2 separate regions of the Mus musculus genome follow, and region 2 is linked to region 1. Evidence: chromatin contacts called from public HiChIP or PLAC-seq data. All regions are on one chromosome and are shown on one strand. The core of a region is the stretch at or near the end of the contact, and the rest is flanking DNA. Distances in the headings are between cores, read along the strand shown. Region 1 overlaps Gm19689 (predicted gene, 19689). Region 2 has its middle 24 kb from the start of Gm24240.

Region 1 (4,453 bases), core at 1,339-3,838:
ATTTCACAACCATGTCATTAATGGCATTTAAGGCTGGATGAGTCTTAGTCAGGGGATAGTCTTGTGCCCGGAAGGAAGTTTAGTGGCATCTATGGCCTCTGCTGCATAGATGAAATAGTAGTCTGTCCAGATAAAATACCTCCAGATGCTGCCGAGTGCCCCCTGGGGCAGGGGCAGTGAACTGGGTCCAGTTGTGTATTCCTGAACAAGAGTCTCTTCTCTTTGTTTCTTTCTCATTGTCTGGAAGAAGGACCCTATTACGTCATGGGGTCATTTTATAGAAACAAATACTGACTTAGATATCATTTGACCAGGCCACTGCTGGTCCTGATGAGGTGGGCTGAGATTTTTTGAACCCTTCCTTGGCAATTGCTATGCCCAAGTTAGAGGCCTCAGTAGAGTGGACCACACAGCAGTGAGCTCCCTATGCTAGAAAGTGAAGACCAGAGAGGTGCGCGGGGGTCATACCAAAGCCAGAGGAGCTGTCATCACTAGACCTTCAGTGTTTCAGTCCAGTGTGATGTTTCCCCATTCACCCAGTCGTCTTTCTCCCCAGATCAACATCAGCCCAAAGCAGGCCTTTTAGCGAGAATTGACCTTAAATCAAAGGGATATGAAGAAGACACTTGGCATTACTAGTAATAATAACCAGCCTCCCGTGAAGGACTACAAATATTGCTTCTTTATTCTCTGATTGTTATGGGAATTCATACTTTTCAAACTTAATATCAAGCCTTTTTCTGTTGAGTGTGGTCTGATGCTGCCAGGTAGGGCAGCAACAGGGGACAGGATTGTTTTTTTGCTAAGGCATCTCTGCTTCCCCTCTTCCCAGGAAAATGAAGGTATGGGTGGCCTTTTTTTTAATTTTAAAAAGATTACTAATATTTAATTATGCATATGCATATGTGCCTGTGTGGGGGTATATACACAGGGAGTATATAAGTGTTTTGGTGCCAACAGAGGTCATAAGAAGGTGTTGGGTCCCCTGGAACTGGAGTTTGAGGAGGTTGTGGCACTCCAGGCTCTCTGATGTAGGGGCTGGAAACTGAACTCAGGTCCTCTGCAAGAACAGTGGGTACTGTATCGGATGAGCCTCTCCAGCCCCGTGTTTCCTTCTACAATTTTTAGCGATATGGGGAACATTACAGTGCTATAGTCTTCTCTACTGAGGATTCTGTGAAGGATGATCTCATCTGGTTATAGAAACCCCTGCTTTTCATTACCTTCAACTTGCAAAGTTTCCTACAGAGGCCATGAGTTTAGTAAAAACTATAACCACAGAAGACTGTCCACAAGGTAAATTGTACACTAGCCCTTTTCACATTTTGTGGTCCAATCCTTTAATTTACTGTACATCTGATCTGCTAGTTTGTGACATGTGCCTAAGACAGACTGAGGAAAACTCAACTCTGAGAAGCACTTTGTGTCTGAGGATGGTGAAATCTGGGGCTGACCGTGGCTCTGCACAGGGAGCTGGGCTGCTTTGTTCAAACCCTAGCTAATATCTAAGGGTCCATTGGTCCCATTCAATGGCTGTCTTCTTTCACATCATGGAAGAATGCAGAATACCACCTTATCGTCGGCCCTGAACCAAAGACAGGGGGATAGATGGACAGTAACAATTGTGTATGTTGTTGAGTTGTTGAAAATATGCCCAGAACGCTCAACACAGGGCTGAGTTATTTAATTATAACTTTTACGAAACAAATACCATCATACTCATTTTATAGGGAAGGATATGGAATTTAGAGACAGTATTTCCGGGGGGTGTCACATAACTTCTAAATAGTAGTCACAGGGCACTCAAAGCCCAGGAGTTGCTTGCATTCTGTGCATTTTGCTGCCCCTGCCGATTAGGAAGATGTTGAAGAGTGCTTTTGATGGGAGAACTTTGCCCATGAGGCTGTGGAAATTTTGAAAAGACCAACATTAAGTAGTTCTGAAAAAGCTGATCTCAAGAATGGCTTTTGGACTGTGTTGGGAGAGGAATAATATATTAACATTTTGCTTGTTTGTTTGTTTTGTTTTGTTTTTCGAGACAGGGTTTCTCTGTGTAGCCCTGGCTGTCCTGGAACTCACTCTGTAGACCAGGCTGGCCTCAAACTCGGAAATCCGCCTGCCTCTGCCACCCAAGTGCTGGGACTAAAGGCGTGCACCACTGCCTGGCAATATATTGACATTTAAAAAAGAGCTTCCTGGCTATGACTGTCAGTTTCATTGAGCAAGTTTATCATTGTCTTTGTGAATGCTATTTGTAAAGACACTACATATCTGTCTGGATGGCATCATGCTGGACTAAGGTGATGTTTCTGGGCTTCAGTTTTCTTTTCAATGAGGAATTGAGACATTTTGGCCTCTAGTTAGTATTGCTTTTTTTTCCCCTTGGGTTTGTACATGCACCTATTCCTGGGAAACCCCTCCTGAAGGGTTGGTTGTGAGCCTTAACCTTTAACGGCTGGGCTGTCTTTCTAGCCTAAGGGAAACCCCTCCCCTCCTCGAGGCCCAGCAACCTGTCATGAGACCTTGGTCATCAGCTTCCTGCTTGTGAAATCGGTTTCCAGGAATCCAATCACAATGCCTGAAGATTTGCAGCTTCAGTCATCTGAGCCACTGGCCTCTGTGTAGAGAGGTACTGTTTGCACACAGCCTGAAACCTCACTCTCCTGGAATCTATAACCAGAGGCAGCAGTAAACCAAACCATCTTGTTTGATTAGAAGGAGCTCCTGCCTTCTCCAGGGAGAGCATGTGAAACAGGCATTCTTAAATGCTCTACATGGTGATGAAGTTGCTAAACCTAGTCCCCGTCTTACTGAGCAGAGCTGGGATGGACCTCAAAAGGAACTGCTACTAGAGGTGCCATTCTAGGCACACATTTTCCTGGGGAAATCTTGTCAAGGAAAAGCCCACCAGATGAAGCTCCTGAATCCTACAGTGACCAGGAGCCAGAAGGATATGTTTGGCTGGGTATGTTTACATGAATGGGAATCTATTGACTGGTTTTGTGTGTCAACTTGACACAGGCTGGAGTTATCACAGAGAAAAGAGCTTCCGTTGGGGAAGTGCCTCCATGAGATCCAGCTGTGGGGCATTTTCTCAGTTGGTAATCAAGGTGTAGAGGGCCCATTGTGGGTGGTGTCATCCCTGGGCTAGTAGTCTCGGGTTCTATAAGAGAGCGAGCTGAGTAAGCCAGGGGAAGCAAGACAGTAAGTAATATCCCTCCATGGCCTCTGCATCAGCTACTGACTCAACATAATCCATGGGTCCCTCTCTCTAAAAATATAGTTTGTTGGCACATCCATCCATGCAAATCTATCATCCATCCATCCACTCATTATTTTGGCTACTTTTGTGCTACCCAGACTTGGTGAGGAGTTACAACACACATCACACAGTGTACAAAGACTGAAATATTAAAATGTATAAGAAAAATTGACTTAGAGGAAAGAAGATGTTGTTCCAATTCTTGGAGCCACAGCTTTGGGTGCATAGCTACTTTTATTATCTACCTTTCAAAGTCTTAATTTCTTAAGACACACATGTTGATTTAGGCCTGCGATCACAGCATTTAGGAGACAGAGCCTCAGGGATTACTGCGATTAAAGGCTGTCCTGGGCTATACACACACAGACAGATGATAGATAGATAGATAGATAGATAGATAGATACATACATACATACATACATACATACATATGTACATACATACGTATATACATAGACAGATGATAGATACATAGATAGATGATACATAGATGATAGATAGATAGATAGATAGATAGATAGATAGATAGATAGATGATAGATAGAACATGATCAAAACACAGAAACACAGAATCTAAATTTCTCACCTGAGAACTGGGAGCCTGTCGTACACATGTCAGTCCATCACCTAACTCATCTGGTCAACGAAGGATTTTGAGATGAGTGTGAGAATGCACAGCTAGTGTGAATGAGAAGCACCAGGGCTCTTTGCTAAGTACTCAGAAGGGGCACCGAAGGACTGCGTGGGGACTTCTAGGAAAGATGGGGTTCTCAGCAACAGGAAAGGATAACGGGTGCAAATGATTAAGGTGCTGTGTATACACATGTAAACCTGTCACAGAAAAAAAAAGTTCTTTCCCTTGGTCGAGGTCAAAAGGAAATAAATAATAACGGCTGTAAAAAGCCCGTGTATGGTTGTATTTGTGTCAGCTAATATATAGTTTTGAGACAAGTTAAGCTGGGTTATCAAAACGAACAGGAAAGGCACAACAGTCACAGCCATCTTGAGAGGAGGTTGAAGCCATTTGTAAGTGTGGGGTTCAGTGCGTGTGGTGCAGACATGAGTCTGGGTGGGGGGAGTTTTACCTACCAGGAGCTTTGGCACAGAGCTCATAGAAGAAAAAGGGTGACCTTGGGCCGTACTGCACTGGATACCTTTATCCGGATGATTGCTCCTTGTTTAGCTGAAAA
Region 2 (4,453 bases), core at 1,090-3,589, 190 kb before region 1:
AAATCTTCTTTAAATGACAAAGAGCAGCACGGGGCTCCTGGAGGAGGAGGGGTTGGGACAGGAACTCAATCAGAGCCAGTGGGAAGACCAGAGGCAACAGGGTCAGAGCCAAGGCTCAAGGATCAATAAAGGCCAGGCCAGGAGCATGCAGGAATTGATGGGTGATTTACTGATCTGTCCTTTCAGGTGCTCTGCTCGCCATGACTGGCTTTAGGTGGGCAATTCTAGTTTCAATTGAGAAAGAGGATGGGATGCATAATTCAACTTAAGCACACACACACACACACACACACACACACACACACACACACACAGACACGCACGCAAGTTCAGTGCTTGCTCTGCTCACTATGAGGCATAGGAGCAGGACACAAACACAATCACAGACACAAACCCATCAGGACCCAATGCGATGTGTGGAACAGTAGAAGAAAAGACTCCCAGGGCATTGCCAAGGAGAGAGGACATATCTGCTCACTCTAACCAAGAGCAGGCTTGGTGACGAGGCCACCCAAGTCAAGGCTGGGTTTTAAGAATGAGTAGAAGGAATGTGTATGTCTTCATTCCAGTTAAAGTAGGTCTGTGTTATGACTGAGACGAGTCCTTTCAGCTGCTGGTCTTTATGGGGCTTGGAGATTCCTTTCAGGAGGTGCCTGGGAGTTGGAGATGGTGCTGTGAGGTTTGAGGGTCTTGCCCACCTTCTTTTTAATAAGGATTTTGGTATCTTTCGACATTGTGGGGGTGGGGGCTGGATGAGGAGAGGACCGTTTGGCTCTCAAGGTGGTTGTGAATAAAGGAGGTGCTAATGAGCCCACCAGGAAAGACCGCTGGTGGGGTCGGGTCGCTGTTGAGAGATGGAGGTGTGACCTTCTCAGAGGCTCATGGTCAGCATGCTCAATGTGTGAGCCTCACTCTCACATCCAGGACTGTCCCTGGACCCACCAGCTCTCTGCTACCATCCCCCCTTCTTTCTCCTCCTCCCTGTATCATTTCGGAGGACTTATTGTTGTTTATTGTTAGGGGTATAGAGGATGGGTGGAGAAGAGCCCTATTCACCCCCACCCCCACTTCGCTAAATGCCTCTCATAAATACTTTTTAATCTTGTACAGACATCAAAGTGTGTCTTCTTTTTCTCCCTATCACATCTCTTCCTGGAGGCAGAGGACATCCAGCAGTCTGGCTGCCTCACTAAGGGGAGGGATGGCGATCAAGAAGACAGATGCAAACCCCTGGGGGGGGAAAAAGTCAGTCATTATCTCAAAACGGCTTCCTGTGGCATTAGAGAGGTTGGCCTTGAGACCTCTGTCCAATGGTGGTGGCTGCACATGCGACTTGCAAGAGAAGTGCTGAGTGTGACCGACTTAGGGATTTTTCTAACAACCATGTAAGGGATGTCCAGCTAGTTGTATGGGTGCTTGGATCCAAATTCTAGCCCTCACAGTTGCTCAGAAAGTACTCTTAACCTTTGAGCCATCTCTCTAGCTTCGTTCTTCTTCCTTGTTCTCGTCCCTGTCCTCCTCTTCCTCTTTTTCCTCCCCCTCTTCCTCCTCCTCTTCTTTCTCTTCTTCCTCCTTCCCTCCCTCCTCCTTCTTCTTGGAGATCTCTCATAACCCAGTCTGACCTTGACCTTGCTCTGTAATGGAGACAACCTTGAATTTTCTGATCCTCCTACTCCCCCAAGTGCTAGGATCACAAGCATCCGCTACTATGCCTGGTTTTATGTGGTATCTGGAATTGAACTCAGAGCTTTATGCATATTAGGCAAGTATTTTATCAGCTGAGCTGCATCCCAAGCCCTCAAGCCCGTTTTTTGATCAATGAAACCTTATCTGGAGTCCTAGGTGCTCTCAACCTTTGCCATCTTCCTGTTGCTTAATCCCATGGATTCGTCTTTTCAGGGCTTCTTCCCACACCATGTGTGTCAGGGGTGCGCTGTAGACAGGAGATGTGAGTGTGGCCAGTAACTGGGAACGGAATTCACAGGAAGTCCAAGGACTTTGGGGAGGAAGAGGGTGAGAAGAGACTCTGGGTGGGGGTGGGGGGCTGTGAAGAGCTGCCAAGTAGAGAGAAGGGCTGATGAAAGTCTAGTAATCTTTCATCTTCAGAACTTCTCATTTGAAGCATGAAATTTAATCAGATGTTTAAAGATCCTGCAGGAACACACGAACCGCACAAGCCCAGAGGACGGGCTCGGTGGGCAGGTGCCGTATCTGTCTTATGACTGCAGTGAAGACAGATATTGGAACTGGCTGTGAGACTGGGTTTGGAACCCTGTTAGGGTTGCCCTGGGTAAACAGGCCCTGGGGGGAAATTGCTTTTCATTTCCTGAGATAGGAAAGGAAGGAACGGGGTGGGAGGAAGTGGTTGTGAATCTCTGGAGACAGGAGTATCCGCATCCTCATTAGCTAAGGAGACGGCAGGTTGAAACCAGATGGCAAATATTTAATCACAAAGAGCATCTGTCAGAGAGAGGGACAGGGAGAGAGGGAGACAGGGAGAGAGGGAGAGGGAGGGGGAGGGGGAGAGGGAGAGAGAAGAGAGAGAGGGAGGGAGAGAGCAAGAGTGAGAAAGAGCGAGAGCGAGAGAGAGTGAGAAAGAGTGAGAGAGAGAGTGAGAGCGAGAGCGAGAGTATCAGAACTGTCAGTCCAACTATCAGCTTCCTTGAGCTCCTACTGTGTGCTCAGCCAGCATCCAGCAGTCTCATAGTGTGTATTTCAGGGCCTTCATATTACAGGCTAAATGAGTGTCATTTCTCAGAGCATGTCCCAGGAAACTATTGTTGCACAGAAAACTCTCACAAGAGCTTTACACTCAAGACAAACTCCTTTTCCGTTATGCTTCTGTGAGATGACAGTCTCAGTCAGGTGGGTTTTTGTTGTTGTTGTTGTTGTTGTTGTTGTTGTTGTTGTTGTGTCTTTTATCTGGTTTCAGTCCCTATGTCAGAGGGGTGCAGGGATATGAGGGCCCCAAGGGGCTAGCTGATCACCGTGGCTCACTCACAAGACCGGAAGTTGATGCTGGCTGTCCATTTGGGGCTCCTCTAGGGCTGTTCACTTTCCCAAGGTTTTGTTTTATTTATTTATTTGTTCATTTGTTTATGTATGTATGTGTGTGTATGTATGTATGTATGTATGTATGTATGTATGTATTTATTGCCCAAGGTTTTTCACAGTGGGCTGGCTGGGTTCTTGGCAGAACTGTTCTAAGAGCAAGCATGCCACTATGTCCAGGCACAACGTGTAAGCCTTCTTGTGGACTAACCTTGGAGGTACAAGGACATCAATTCCAGCACAAAGGGAAAGGAATGAAGCATTGCCTTTGAATGTGGGAATGTCATGTGGGCACAGCAGGCTAAGGAATCGATGGTGGCAGTTTTTGAGACAAATTAACATATTGATTATTTGGGTCCATGGCATGCTCCTTGGGTAGGTGGTCTATTGAGTTGCATGGGGTTCCATACTTAGGAAGGTCTTGTGCTTCTTAGTTTAATGCTCTACTACTACTGTCTTTAAACTGTTAACAAATTTCTGGGGTGGGGAATATAGCTTAGTGGGTAGAGTGCTTGGCTAGCATGCACGAAACTCCAGATTCAGTCTCCACCACTGTATAAACCCCATGGGGGCAGAAGCCTGTAGTTCTAGCACAGAGGGCAGAGGAGGCAGGAGGACCAAAAGTGAAGGCCATCCTTGGTTACATAGCAAGTTTGAACATTAGCTTCCTCCCTCCTTGCCTCCCTCCTTCCATCTATCCATCCCTCTCTTCCTTCTACATATTCTCCCTCCCTCCCTCCCTCCCTCTCTCCCCCCTCCCTCTCTCCCTCCCTCCCTTCCTTCCTTCTCTATGTAGTACTGGGGATGAAACTGCAGGCACCACAGTGTTTATACATCCTTGGTAAGTGCTCTCTGAGCCTTTCTCAACAGCTGTCAACATTCATATTGAGACAGCAGCCACACCCTGTACTGCATTCTGGAAGGAAGCATGGGTGCTGTTCATTGTGGAGGGCCTTCCTGGATTTGTGTGCTGTGGTGAGGGTATGACACGGCACCTGCTGACCTCTGTGCTGTGCCAATCTGACTCCTGCTCAGGGGAGCCAGTAAAGGGTGGCTTCTGAGGAGTTAGGCTGTGGTTGCTGAAGGATATTCTAGATAGATTACAAAGAATATTCATATGTTGCATGCTCTTTTAGGCTCATAGTCCAGCTCTTAAAACACGCAAGAAATGGCTAAAAAAAAAAGCTTCCACAAGTCTTAGAAACCTCCTTCCCCTCTCCCTACTCTCCTTCATCTTCATTCCCTGGACCCTGTGGCCTTGAAGGGAGGAGCTTCCTATATCAGGGCCAGCTCAAGGGGTGGATGTAGAGAGGGATGTGCGCTATGTCTGGGAGGAATGAGGAGCTTAGCTCAGGGTCAAGTTCCTGGGGGAGGCACTTCAAAAAACCTCGGGAAGTTCGGT

What was found. HiChIP or PLAC-seq counts read pairs in DNA pulled down with a chosen protein or histone mark.
Region 2: a contact with region 1 is called in an H3K27ac HiChIP or PLAC-seq map of the HPC-7 cell line, with 7 times the contacts expected there. The contact joins two enhancer-like sites. A contact is called at or near these places in 1 of 15 datasets of contacts at CTCF or cohesin (the NIH/3T3 cell line), 5 of 484 Hi-C or Micro-C datasets (DN3 thymocytes, the Patski cell line, bone marrow-derived macrophages and 2 more) and 10 of 115 datasets of contacts at active chromatin or transcription factors (the HPC-7 cell line, acute myeloid leukemia, bone marrow-derived macrophages and 6 more).

The regions. Positions count from the first base shown.
Region 1 is chr17:83,056,181-83,060,633 of GRCm38.p6, reverse strand. All of the region lies in intron 2 of Gm19689 (predicted gene, 19689), which reads left to right. Among named protein-coding and RNA genes, the nearest start is that of Gm19689, 20 kb to the left of the region's middle. Within about 2 kb of position 2,588, at least 19 of the 459 cell types and tissues checked have an H3K27ac peak or open chromatin away from gene starts, as enhancers often do. A contact at or near this core is called in the HPC-7 cell line, where this site is marked.
Region 2 is chr17:83,244,202-83,248,654 of GRCm38.p6, reverse strand. No RefSeq gene overlaps it. Among named protein-coding and RNA genes, the nearest start is that of Gm24240, 24 kb to the left of the region's middle. Within about 2 kb of position 2,339, at least 10 of the 459 cell types and tissues checked have an H3K27ac peak or open chromatin away from gene starts, as enhancers often do. A contact at or near this core is called in the HPC-7 cell line, where this site is marked.